Linked DNA regions of Zea mays: regions 1 and 2 are each linked to region 3. Evidence: chromatin contacts called from public Hi-C data. All regions are on one chromosome and are shown on one strand. The core of a region is the stretch at or near the end of the contact, and the rest is flanking DNA. Distances in the headings are between cores, read along the strand shown. Region 1 holds the start of LOC100282355. Region 2 holds the start of LOC100284157 (EMB2752). Region 3 holds the start of LOC100272688.

What was found. A called contact is a pair of places that touch in the nucleus more often than the background predicts.
Region 1: a Hi-C map of tassel shows a contact between it and region 3, with 3 times the contacts expected there. The contact joins the promoter of LOC100282355 here to the promoter of LOC100272688 in region 3. A contact is called at or near these places in 3 of 25 Hi-C or Micro-C datasets (ear, leaf mesophyll and tassel).
Region 2: a Hi-C map of tassel shows a contact between it and region 3, with 7 times the contacts expected there. The contact joins the promoter of LOC100284157 here to the promoter of LOC100272688 in region 3. A contact is called at or near these places in 2 of 25 Hi-C or Micro-C datasets (bundle sheath and tassel).

What each region holds. Positions count from the first base shown.
Region 1 is chr8:63,726,313-63,730,547 of Zm-B73-REFERENCE-NAM-5.0, forward strand. It overlaps LOC100282355, which reads left to right and starts at 2,505. Exons shown (of 3, transcript NM_001371853.1): 1 at 2,505-2,630; 2 at 2,880-3,107; 3 at 3,207-3,716. The coding sequence starts at 2,628. The coding sequence ends at 3,593. It overlaps LOC100281129 (60S ribosomal protein L28-like), which reads right to left. Exons shown (of 4, transcript NM_001371852.1): 4 at 4,166-4,235.
Region 2 is chr8:63,616,102-63,620,450 of Zm-B73-REFERENCE-NAM-5.0, forward strand. It overlaps LOC100284157 (EMB2752), which reads left to right and starts at 2,604. Exons shown (of 2, transcript NM_001157054.1): 1 at 2,604-2,893; 2 at 3,269-3,610. The coding sequence starts at 2,711. The coding sequence ends at 3,403. LOC100383422 (phosphoribosylamine--glycine ligase) reads left to right here and starts at 4,045. Exons shown (of 5, transcript NM_001176074.1): 1 at 4,045-4,307.
Region 3 is chr8:63,104,939-63,109,307 of Zm-B73-REFERENCE-NAM-5.0, forward strand. It overlaps LOC100272688, which reads right to left and starts at 1,551. Exons shown (of 2, transcript NM_001147144.1): 1 at 126-1,551. The coding sequence starts at 1,259. The coding sequence ends at 147.

The sequences.
Region 1 (4,235 bases), core at 1,255-3,754, 620 kb after region 3:
CGTCAATTTTTGCCGAAAAACCGAATAATACCAAAATTGAGTATTTAGTGGTCAATTTAGACAATATTTGTCTTATTTACTATTATATGTTATATGTGATGTTATATGTTAAAATTGAGACCGATAAACCACTAATTTTTATCTCTGGAACAGGTTCGTCTTTACATATAATATATTCACATATAATATATATTGTTTAATATTAGTTCTCAGTTCAATCAGCTGAACTGAACAGCGCCCGAGGACTGCAACGGCACAAAAGGGGCAGATTTTAAATGTTGCATTATTCGCTGGCATCGCAGCTTTACAGCAGCAGCAGAGAGAAAAGAAAGTGAGAGAACTCCTGCTTTTGTTAGCCTGCTTTAGTTTTACGCTTTGCCTGCCCTCTTTTTTTCTCTCTCAAAACAAAAGCGTCGCTTTTCTTTGCGAAAACGAGATGCAAATACCCCCAAAGGCGGTATGACATCCCTGCTTAAAAAAACATAATCAGACGAATTATGTTTAATGTTCGTGCTTCCAAAAAAAACATCAGAAAATCTGGGCGACGTTCACTCTGAAGTCTGAACCAATGCTGCTACAGAAACAAACGCGCTGAATCTCCGAACGATCGATAGAGTTCCAATCCACGCGCGGGGTGGCGGTACAAGGCACGCACAGGTCAGGAACACACACACACACATACAGAGGACAATAACATCACGCGACAGCACACGGCGGCTCTCGTCGGACAGGCAGGCAGGCGTCATCAGTGGCGCAGGTTGCCGAGGAGGAGCGCGACGGCCGGGCAGAGGGCGGCGGCCAAGAGCGACGAGGAGACGGCCGCGGCGCCGGAGGCCGGGCTCGGCGCGGGGGCCTCGGCGGCGAGGGCGGCGCCGGCGAAGGAGGACACGGCGACGGCCACGACGACGACGGCGGCGCGCAGTATCTTGGAGGAGGCCATGACGGGGGTTTGCCTGTGCTGGCTTTTGAGCTGCGGTGAGCCGTGAGCTCGAGCTCGTAGGGAAATTGCGAATGAGAGTGAGTGAGGTCGGAGGCGGTGAGAGCGCGTGTTTATAGGCGAGCGGCGGAGGGTTGGGGCCTCACGTTCACAGTCTGGCCTATTCGCTACGTATTTCCCATCGGCCAGCTCATAATTTAGTGCCACCCCATAATTAGCTTAAAGCTAGGAGACTGCTGGTCCTCAGTGACATATATAGAACCAATCTACAATTAGCAGATTTCTGATTTTTCATAATCCAGATTTGGGGGACTTGCTTCTTTACCGTTTTTCTTTTTAATAATTGGCAGCCAATGCGACTATGCAAGAAACAAAGTGAAAGTGCAGGATGCTCTGCACAACAGGCAGCAGTACACCTCATCTGAGAACTACAGATTAGCTGCTGATGATACCGATGTATTCCAGCAAAGCACAGATCAGCAGGGTTCTATTCTAGGCTGCAGCAGTACAGTCTGGCTCGATGAAACAAACCACTGCATGCACATCGATATACCCGACGGCCCAAGGGGATATGGCTGACAGTTTTGCTTATTTGGAAAAGTCCAGTCTGCTCAACGATGAAAGGGCACAGACAGCACGGTGTCACAAAGACGGTTAGATAGAGACGGCACGGTCGCTTTGCAGTCACACACACACATACAGGTATTTACTTGAAGCCACAGGCACCATAATTACCGCAAGTGCACCTGAAGCTTCAGAAAACGACAGCCACCTATCATCTGCCAATTCGTTGGCTTTGGCTGTGTGTATTATTGGCTTCTTCTGGACTTTGCGCACGCTGTCAGCTAAGATTCTCCTTAGCTGTGTGTTGTTCAGTGGCAACCGAAACCAACTGGACCTGGCTCCCTCCCGGTGATGATTGTTGGACACATCACACATATGTCCCTGTGGGCTGTGTGGTGGACATTTCAGTGTTTCGTGCATGCAAGTTTGGCTGGCTGGATGTGCTTAAAAAGAAAGAACGACGGGCAGGATGAGTTGTTCGCTCTCGCCAATGATGCTATCAGCTCAATGGCGTATTGTTCTCCAGTTCCATGATCGTCCACCAGACCTTTCATGCCCGTCCCTTTACTGACAAAGCATAGCTAGCTTGACTGGGAGAGAAAAAATGTTCTTGAGTCACCATCGTTTTCTGTTTTTCGAGTCACCATCTGATGTAAGTAAAGGTACCAAGACCTTGTGAGCTTGGAGTCTAAGGGAGCACTGCGACCGTTGTTAGATCTTCCATTTTTCTTGAAGGTAAGGTAACTTCAACTCATAGACAGTTTACTCAATCTAATTACATAGAAAAAAAATTCCAGGGACATTGCTGCTAAAACCGAACCGAGGATTATCCACAGTTTCAAAGATTATCCTACGAAACTTCCAGATCAAGAACAGAGCGCTCTTTGTGCAATATGCTTATCGTTCCAGAAAAGCAGTGTACTCATCCCCTAGCCCCCCTCCTTAGGGCATCTAATTCTTTTGTCCCCAGCTATCCGTCCCATCCTGCTGCACCTTTTGTTTTGCTGGGCAATTTCTTCAGTACCTCTTGTCTATCTATTAAGCACCCTTGCTCTTCAAGGAACTTTGGCTGCAAAACCTAACCACTTGTGCATTCTCTCAAGACCCCCCTGGAAGGGAAGGAAACATGGTGCACACATGGACTTCACTAGTGTTCTGTTCGTTTGCTTTTTGTTCCTGCGCGCCGTTAGGAATTTCGCGTCTTTCTCGCATGCCTCTCTGTTCAGACATAAACTGCTGAAACTTTTTTTCTTTCGTTCTTTCATTGGTTTGAAAAGAGAGGAACTAACTAGGGCGTGTGGTTGAAAGCATACAGGATTTCCGAAATGGGGAATGTCTGAATTTAAAAAAAAACTGCATGTCTTTTTTTTTGGGGCAGCAGCAATCGCAGAGGAAGATGGTGGTGTCGAAGAAGAAGCTGATCAAGGTCGGCCCATGGGGCGGCGCCGGGGGACACCCGTGGGACGACGGCGGCTACTCCGGGATCCGCAGCATCACCATGTCCTACGACCGGTTCATGGAGTCCATCAGCGTGGAGTACGACAGGGACGGCATGCCCGTCACTGGGGAGCGGCACGGAGGAGCCGCCGCCAGCCACACGACCCAGGCACGTCCGCCGCCAAACCAATCACCCCCGTCAGTCACGATCAGTGACACGGCTCCTTCCGCTGGGTGGTTTCTGAACCGTGCGCGCGTACGTACACAGATCAAGCTGGGCTACCCGGACGAGTACCTGACAACGGTGAGCGGGCACTACGCGCCGATCGCGCCCGGCGGCTCGCCGGTCATCCGCTCGCTGGCGTTCCGGACCAACCAGGGGGCGTACGGGCCGTTCGGCGTGGCGGAGGGCACGCCCTTCGAGTTCCCGGTGGACGGCGGCGTCATCGTCGGCTTCTGCGGGAGGAGCGGGTGGCAGCTCGACGCCGTCGGCCTCTACGTCGCGCCGCTGCGCCCGGAGACCGTGTACGACAGGGTGCACAAGCTTGGCCTCACGGCTTACCGCGCAGTTTGGCAGCGGATCGGGTCCCAGCAGCAGCAGCAAGAACCGGTGAAACTGCTGAACGGCAACGCGCAGATTACTCACAAGATGTAACCAACTGCCAGGATGCCAACCATGACTATCTATATTCTGCAGTCCGAATGTATCCAGCTAGCGTATGGATCTAATGTACCTGTACCTCATCCTGATTTGAACACTTCAGCGTATGAATCTAAACATGCAGCAAACAGTCCTGCGACGGGACTTGGCTGCTGGCCACGTCTAACAGCAATAGTTGGTATTTTCATTCCTAAGCCACAATGGGCCTGTCGGTTGTCTCCATTTTTAAATAAATTAAATTTATTTAATACACAAATTTCATGTTAATCTGTCATTAGAAAAGACTAATGGTTGCACCGAGGCTGTCTTTAACAAAACGGCCAATTCCTTCATATGTCGGGATAAATTTATTTAATAGACACTAATTACATGTTAATCTCATTAGAAAAGACGGTTGCACCGACAGAGGCTGGCCTTAGAGAAACGGCTAATTCCTATCGAGCTGAAGAGGCTGACCAGGCAACCAACCAGAACGCTGAAGAGGCTGATAGGCAACCAACCAGAACGTGAGCCTCGCCAGACAATATGCAGGCAACCACAGTCCACAGGCAACCAAAAGCACCCAATAAGAAGCTAGACATACATGTTCCAGAACCCAACAAAAATCAGGGGTAATCCCGGCCAGCCAGCTTGCAA
Region 2 (4,349 bases), core at 1,354-3,853, 510 kb after region 3:
CAGCTCCCTTACGGAAGCAGGGGGACGTCAGCAAGGACTCAACCGCTTCGACAGCTGTCCCTCCACCAGGCTCCGTTGCTCCTCCGACAGCCACGACATCACGCCAGCTGGGTGCCAAGATCTCTCCGGCTGCCACATTGGCATGTACTTAGGGCGCTAGCTCTCCCTCCGCTAGACACGTAGCACTCTGCTACACCCCCATTGTACACCTGGATCCTCTCCTTACGCCTATAAAAGGAAGGACCAGGGCCTTCTTAGAGAAGGTTGGCCGCGCGGGGACGAGGACGGGGCAGGCGCTCTCTTGGGGCCGCTCGCTTCCCTCACCCGCATGGACGCTTGTAACCCCCTACTGCAAGCGCACCCGACCTGGGCGCGGGACGAACACGAAGGCCGCGGGATTTCCACCTCTCTCACGCCCGTCTCCGGCCGCCTCGCTTCCCCCCTTCGCGCTCGCCCACGCGCTCGACCCATCTGGGCTGGGGCACGCGACACACTCACTCGTCGGCTCAGGGACCCCCCGGTCTCGAAACGCCGACAAAACAGGCAGTTCCATCTTAAGCCCAGGACGGCGAGGAAAAACAATGCGGACTAGTGTTGGAGCAGAGCGCACCAAGAACTGGTAGATGCTCATGCTGGCGTCGACGACGATTTTGCGACTGAAGTAGCTCTTGAACTTTTGCTCCTTCATCAGCTTGGACGCATTGTCCGCCAGCAGTTTCGTTAAACCCTAAACACGTCGAAGACGCAAAAAGAGGCAGAAACCGTCAACTGATTCGCCATCAGACGACATGTTGGCATCAACCCGAAAATCCAAACTTTAATGTCTTGGTCGTTTGTGTCGGATTGCACCCAGAATCGTTCCAGCTAATCAAAGTTTATATAAATTAGAGAAGCAATCCGGTTAGGAATCGTTCCAACCCACCAATCCGGCACAAACGAACAAAGCCTAAAGGAAAGTAGAGGGAGGACGGACCCACCCACCCCCGGCACTCACCTTGATGCAGGGGCGAAACCAGCATTTGAAACTGAGAGATCTGAGAGGGGCTGTTAGGAGGTATTTTATATTATTTATATGGTGATTAGCTAAAAAGTTAGTAGATTTTATGGAATTTGGAGAGGATTAGGGGTGACATTGCCCCCCTCTACCCTCCATGGAATTGCCTCTGCCTTGATGCCCATCTCGTCTGCGGCGGGCGGAGGAGGAGCCGGAGTGGCGCATGAAACCGCGAGTTGTTTCTGTTTTTTTCTTCATCGTCACTTTCGACTGGCTGTTTTTTTGTGCGTGTTTTCGCGGCGCGGTGGTCAAGTGGAGACTGCACACTTGGGTTGGGCTGTAAGGCAGGGCAACAACGGTTATGCAAACAGTTCTTCTGTGCAAGCGTGCAAGCAAACCATATGATCCATTAGATTACGATCCAACCACAGATACAACCATGATTTGTTAGGGGTTTTCTTATAAAGATTATTGAGCTGGTGGTGGAAGGGTTTAAGTGTTAAATGTGACCTACGGTTAGATCACGATCTAATAGATCAGATGATTTGCTTGCACGCTTGCACAGAAGGACTGCTTGCATAGCAGTCGTTGCCGTAAGGCAGCCCTGTCCACTAAATTTTATCCCATAAATTAATATTCTATATCTTTTATATTATAATATAAAAAAATTGTCTTCTATATCTTCTCCATCTTCAGCAACGTCTACTAAATTTAGTCCTCTATATCTACAGTGCTACCAGATTTAACAATACATATTAGTTTTTCACCGCTTAAAAAATAGTTCAGATGTCGCGAAATTAAAATACGCTATAGTACATATTAACTTTGTGGTGAAAATAAAATTATTACATATTTAAGCAAATAATGTACCAGACATTTGTATTGGTGCAAATAATATAAAAAGCTAACCGACTCAATTTTCTAAAATAAATCCGTATTGGACAAAACATCGTTCATGTGTATATTGCTTGTCAGACATTTCGTCGATCAGGAATAAGGCGTCCACGATTTCCATGCCAAGCCATGGACGTGATGCGCAGTATGCAACAGCACCAGAAGCACGACGAGGTAGACGACCAACCTCCGGTCTCTCCTCCTCTGTCTTCCTCTTTCCTTGTGTACTCCCTCTCGGCTATGCTGCCCCGCTGTACGCGCTGCTCGGACTACGGCGACGAGACAACTTCTTCTGCTCCGCGGGAGAGGGCAGCGACGAGGACGACGGCGAGGCAGTTGAGCTCACCATCGCTGAGAGCTACGACGACGTTGACTAGAGCAGAGGATGCTTGGAGCTCATGTACTGTGAGGCGACCTCGTGGGACTTGGGTGGGGAGGAGTGATGGCGGAGGATCTCGATGACGAGCACGATGAAGTCAAACGCGGGAGTGAGCGCGACGCGATGGATAGTGATCAACAGCGAGTCCGTTAAAAATAGCGGACGATGAATATACCCTAAATTTTACCAGATGATATAGTGGTTGTTGTTAGAGACGTGCCGAACATCTTCGTCCCCGTACATGAGAGATTTTTAGGTCTTGTTAGAGAGAGTCTAACGGGCCACGTGGGCCCGCACGACCCAACTATTGAATACAATGAACAAACGCGTCGGCCCATTGCGAAGCCTCACGTCTCCAGCACCGGGCCACCGGCGGCGAGGTCGCGCGAGCGCAGGCAGGGGTGGTACTGGGAGGGGAGGAGGGGAAGAAGGAGGTGACTGCGATGTCGAGCCGGTTCTGGAGGTGGTACGCGGACCGGCAGTTCCACAAGTGGGAGAAGACGGTGCTGTGGGACATGGTGGAGCCCTACCGCCCGCCGCGCTCCTTCGCGCCACTCGTCGGCACCTACGTCGCCGCCTTCTACACCGGCGTCGTCGGGGCCGCCGTCACCGAGCAGCTCTACAAGGTCTGCCAACCTCAGCGCCTTGACCCTCCTTGCCCTTGTTCCTCTCCCGCCGGCCACAGGTACTGCAGCGCCTGCCAGGTGCTCGTTGGAATGCTTGCCCGAGAAACTGCGCCAGCCGCCGCGGATCTCCCGCTCGCTTGCCTCGCACATAGGGACCCTGACCCCTGTGTGATAGTTCAAAATTTTCAGCCCCTTCGCATGATTTCGCGGCATTCGGTGCCTGAATTCATCTGCTCATTGCATCTGCAGAGCTTCTGTTCTGTTGTGATTCACTGGAAAACATCAGATTTGTTCGGAGCATTTCGAGAATTCGGGCTGTGCTTCATTGACCTCGCTAGGCAAGCTAAACTGACTCGTTTTTGCTGAAAATCGCAGGAGAAGTACTGGGAGGATCACCCCGGCGAGGCGGTGCCGATCATGCCGCCCAAGTTCTACTGGGGGCCTTGGAGGGTGATGAACGGAGAAGTTCCGCGCTTCATTCAGCCGCCCGACGAGGCCAAGACGGCGTAGGAGCTTCGAGCTTGCTTCAAAACTTTTCAGAAGAAGCATGTATCTGGTCTCGATCGAAAAAAAGAAATTGGAGCCCTGCTTTTGTGCCTCTCCCACTCTCCTGGTTGTACGCCTGTACCTGTCTGTCTGGAATACACGAGTAAGATAAGATCAGGAGAACTGAAGACCTCAAATAAAGAAAAAAATCAGAAAACGTTGGCATGGATACCTACTACCCTACCCTAGCTAGATTCTAGCTCCCATTCTGTTCTATTGCTTGAGTATTGTTGCACGTCTCCACAATATTCTGTCGTTCTAACTTCCAGGCAAACATGCTGCCGATTGATGATCATATCTGAATAGAATATAAAGATAGCTCAAATATGATCGTGTTTTTCATGTGTGTTATTTTCCAAATAAACAATACAATCTCCATTCACCTTTAAGCACACAACCGCGGACTCGAACTAGGCTCACCGGAGTTGAAGAAACCCTGTAAGCACACAACCGCGTGGTGGATCTCGCGGCCGACTGCACTGGGAGGTGGCCGGCGCGGCGCAGCGCTGGCGGCATGCTCTGGGCGAGTTGAAGCTTTTGGGCTGGGCTAATTTCGGTTCTTTTTGACGTTCGGGTACCGGGCTGGTACTGGGAGTCAGTACCCAAATGGAGGGCATCAGACAAACAAACAGAACCTTTAAAGTGCCAGACCGCCGCATCCGCCGCCACTAGCGGAGACTGCCCCGCCGCGCTTTCTCCAAGTTCAGCTGACGGCCGCCGTGCCTACTCCAGGCCCCGCCGACGCCCTGTGAAGAAGACCCTGGTTGCGCTGGCGCCCATCGCGAGCAAGAAGCTCTGAAACTCGACGGCGGAGCCTCAAGCTCGTGCGCCGAAGTTCATTCTTTCGCCCTGTAGAAACAAAGGGCAGGTACTTTTCAATCATCTGCTCTGCTTGTTCAGTGCTTGGTAA
Region 3 (4,369 bases), core at 301-2,800:
CATTACAAAGCAATTCAAGTTGTCATACAAAGCACATGAGATTGCAAGCTCTAGAGAAAATCTTCGACACGGCACATAAATACATTATTACTGCTAAACCATGTGCAGAGAAAGTTGAATCTCACCTTCCACCATTGGATGAATTATTACTGTGCTGTTGCCTCAAACTTTTGAAGCATATCACAATGTGGTGTCTGGTATGACAAGCCCCATTGGCGACGCTGCAGCTCGACCCTACAATTCTGTGTGATTATGGAATAATAATCCCTCTCAACATGCCGCTCCACTGTTGCTCGCTCAGTGCTTTGGTGTGGATACTGCTCCTCAAAATTAGACATCTTGACATAGTATGGAACTCCACGGGGGGTTTGGAACTTATGCTCATAAGGGTAGGAACGAGAGAGCGAGTAGACAGGCTCCGAGGATGGCAGAAAGTTGAGCAACAGCAGCAGTAGGACAGGCAACAGCTGAATAAGCATCCTGACAGGTGAGCCACCAGTGCTTTGTGTGCCGTGGGCATGCATCCCACCAGTCCTGAAATGGAAAGTTCTAAACTGTCCAAACTGCCTGGTGGTGGCAGGCGCCATACCACCAAAGAAGAAGTTTCTGAATACCTCATCTGGGTCAAAGTCATCCTCGTAGAACTCATTGTATGCACGGGCAGTGGAGGCCCTCCTGTGGTGTGTTACTGGCTCATCCGAGCCAACAAGGTCGTAACGTTTGCGGCTCTCAGCATCTGTCAGGCACTGGAAGGCCTTGGAGACGGCCTTGAAGGCGTCCTCTGCGCCAGGGGCCTTGTTCTTATCGGGGTGCACCTTGAGCGAGAGCTTCCGGTAGGCCTTGCGCACGTCCTCGACACTGCAGTCCTTTTCCAGGCCGAGGATCTGGTAGTAGTCCCTGGTGTGCTTTTTGACCTGGCGCACGACCTCGAGTTGCTCTGCGGTGTACTCCCTGGCAGCAGGAGTCGCCTCCTCCTCCCTATTCTTGCCCTTGTGCTTCCTCTCTCTCAGCCCATCAGCCTCAACTGCCTCCGATGCCCCTGCTGCGGCAGTTTGCGGTGGTGAAGACGGCGGGGGCGAAGAAGCCTGGGAGTCGCCTTCGGGGTTGAGAAGGGAGGTGAGGAGGTCGTCGATGGGCAGCGAGGGGTCCAGGCGCTTTGCCTTGGACAGGAACTTGATGGCGCGCGCGCGGTCGCCGGCGTCGAGCGCGCCCTTGCCGATGCGCAGGCACTTGGCCGCGTCGTCCTTGTTGCCCTCCATTGCAGATCTGGCCGCCGCCGTCCCCGGCCGATCGAGCCGAGCAGGCGGGCGACCGAGATGAGCTCACGCAGCAGTGGCGCAAGGACCGGCCCCGATCGGATCTGATCGGCTCACCTCAACCCAACCTAAGACGATACAATCGACGCGGCGTGTATAGGAGGATCAGAAAGAGGAATCCGAGTTTGGGGTACGAACCGACTGCCTAAAGAAAGAGAACGTAGTCGATTACCGGCGAGGCGACGTGGAGAAGGGTTCAGGTGCGGCGGATCGCCGGAGCCGGGGGACGCAGGGAGGAGGGGGGAAGGGGATATGGCGAGCAACACCGTGCGACGACTCGACACCCGATTTCTTTTCGCTGGTTGGGTTTTCTCTTCCATATTTGTTGCCCTTTTTCCACGCGTTAAGGTCGGAGGAATACAACCACACGCAGCATTCCGAAACGGTCGCCGATGGTTCGATTTGATATTAATCCATTTATGTTAGTTGTGATTGAGTCGATTTAAGGCTCCTTTTGGTACTCTTGTCCTTAAAAAATAGCTTCCACTTTATTTAAAGAAAAAGCTTTAGAAAGAACATCACGTTTTGTTGAATAGCTCATCATATGGTTTTTCCTACGATATAGCACCGACTAGAGAAAAACATGGGCAGTTTGAAGCTCCTTTTTACTCTCGGCTCCTATTAATTTTTAGAGAAGCTTTTCTCTTTCTAGGAAGAGCCTATTCAGTGGCGGAGCTACTTTCCAGCCTGCCTAGGCACGTGCCCCGGCTTGGCTCCGCCGATTGCCACGTAAGGGTGGCGCGTGGGTCAGAGGCGGATGGCATGGAAAAAGATGCAGGGCACGCTTGCCTCTAATCTCTAGAGCTTTGATAGGACGTGGAGAGTGTTTGCCTATATAGCTTCAGTACCAATGTGTGGATTGTTGGGGACTTGTTCTCAAATGCTATGAGTTAAGAACAAGGCAACACAGAAAATGTTAATCGGTAAAGTCCTTCGTCCTTCGAAACATTATTTCCCTTAGGATATAATGATTTTCAGACGAAGGTTATGAAGGGCGTACCTTTATTAACACAGCATACAATGACGAAGAATGAATCATAAGGAGTATGAAGAATAATATAGACAATTATATATTATTATCAACTTATTTTTGCATTATTATTATGAAGAAACAGAAATGACATTGAATTACAAATGTACCTTCAGCTTGGAAGGGGATGAAAATACAGGTGTGACACAAAAGCAAATGCCAAATCAGCGTGAACAGTAAGGGGGTACTGTTCACCTATTTATAGGCACGGGACACAGCCCATACAAAATTACATTCATGCTCTTTACATTTGATAATAATTCTATAGTAATCCACCGAGGTCTGAATAGCCTTTTCATCTTTAAGTCGGTTTCATTTTCTGCTACCACGTCGAAGCTTTCCCGCTCACATCTTCGGCGCTGTATTAACCTTCGTATTATTTTGGGCTTCTCCTACTGTGATACCGACTCGAGTCCGAAGATACCTGTTCACACATTATACTCCAGAAATACTGTTAAATTCTGTTTTTGAGGACCTTCGTACGCCGAAGGTCCCCAACAGTAGCCTCTCGCAATATTAATTTGTTTAAAATAATAAATTTAGATTGCGACATGAACGAAGGCTTTAAGCCGAAGGTCCGAAAAAACATCTTCCCTTTGCTAGAATAGCAACATTCACTGACAGGCGGGGTCTTTCAATTTTCAACGCACTGGGCGTATAAATAAGATCATACCGCAAGCTCATTTGGCACGCTCTCTTGCCATCTGCTCCCGCTCATTCAATTTTTAGCTCTTGCGCACCAAGATTTGCTTAGCTTTTTAAGTTTTGAAGCTTCGGCATTGAAAACAGTTTTTTAGTGTTTCCGAAGATGTCTGAAGATAAGAAGGCTGCTGCTGAGATGAAGCTGAGTCTCGATGAAGAGAAGAATCTGGGGTTTCTTATAGCAATGTCGAAGACCAATACAGAAAAAATCACCAAAGAGATTTTAGAAGGTTTGTCTGAAGATACTGATGACAGCGACAGTTATGATGTGGATAGTGGTGGTGAAGACTCCGAAGATCGCCCTTGGCGACCAAGCCATGCGGTTTTCGGCAAATCAAGTATCAAAGAAAATCATCTTGTCAACATGAGAGGAAGGTATTTCCGGGACTTGTCCGTTGTTAGAGCCGATGAAGGAGAAAAGACTTGTCCGAACCCTGAAGAAAATGAAGTCGTAGTGTACTGAAGCTTTTTGAAAGCTGGACTTAGATTTCCCCTGAGCAACTTTGTCGTAGAGGTGCTGAAAATATTCGAAGTATATCTTCACCAACTTACCCCTGAAGCAATCATAAGGCTGAATATCTTCGTGTGGGCCGTGAGAAGCCAAGGTCTGGAGCCTGATGCGAAAAGTTTCTGCAATATACACGAATTATCATACGAGACAAAACCTTGGGGTAAGGAACAGTATCACAATAATTTTGGCTGCTACAATTTCGTTTCTCGGTCTGGGTCAAGCTGTCCCGTGCCAACCTTTCGGAAGAGATGGCCCGGCGACTGGATGACAGAATGGTTTTATGTGAAGAATGACCTGACAGTACGGGAAGATATCAAAGGTATAATTATGCGCCCTATTTAGCAAAGCTTCGGCCTGCGGAGGCCGAAGGTTGAAATGAATGAAGCTGCCGAAGAATGCCAGAGAGCCTTCGGTGTTATTTGTTCTTTTATTGGAACAAGAGATTTGGTACAAGAGCATATTGCCTTCAGAGTATGGCCGCTCGCGGAAAAATGGGAAATGCCGCAAGAAACCATAAAGGAGGCTGACGAAGGTGGACTTATCAGGCTGAAGTATACTTTCAAGTTCGGAGATAAATTCGTTGAGCCAGATGATGACTGGCTAAAAAGTATTGAAAATTTAAGTGATGAACTGCTTGGGGCTTACTCGAAGGCCGAAGATACTGCACTGTCAGCAGCCTTCGGAGGCTGAAAAAAGAAAAGACTGAACCGGGTGTTTGATGCAATCGGGTTCGTCTACCCTGACTATCGATATCCCATTCGAGGGCAGAAAAGAAAAAGCACAACCTCTGCAAAAGAAGAAGCTGCAGCT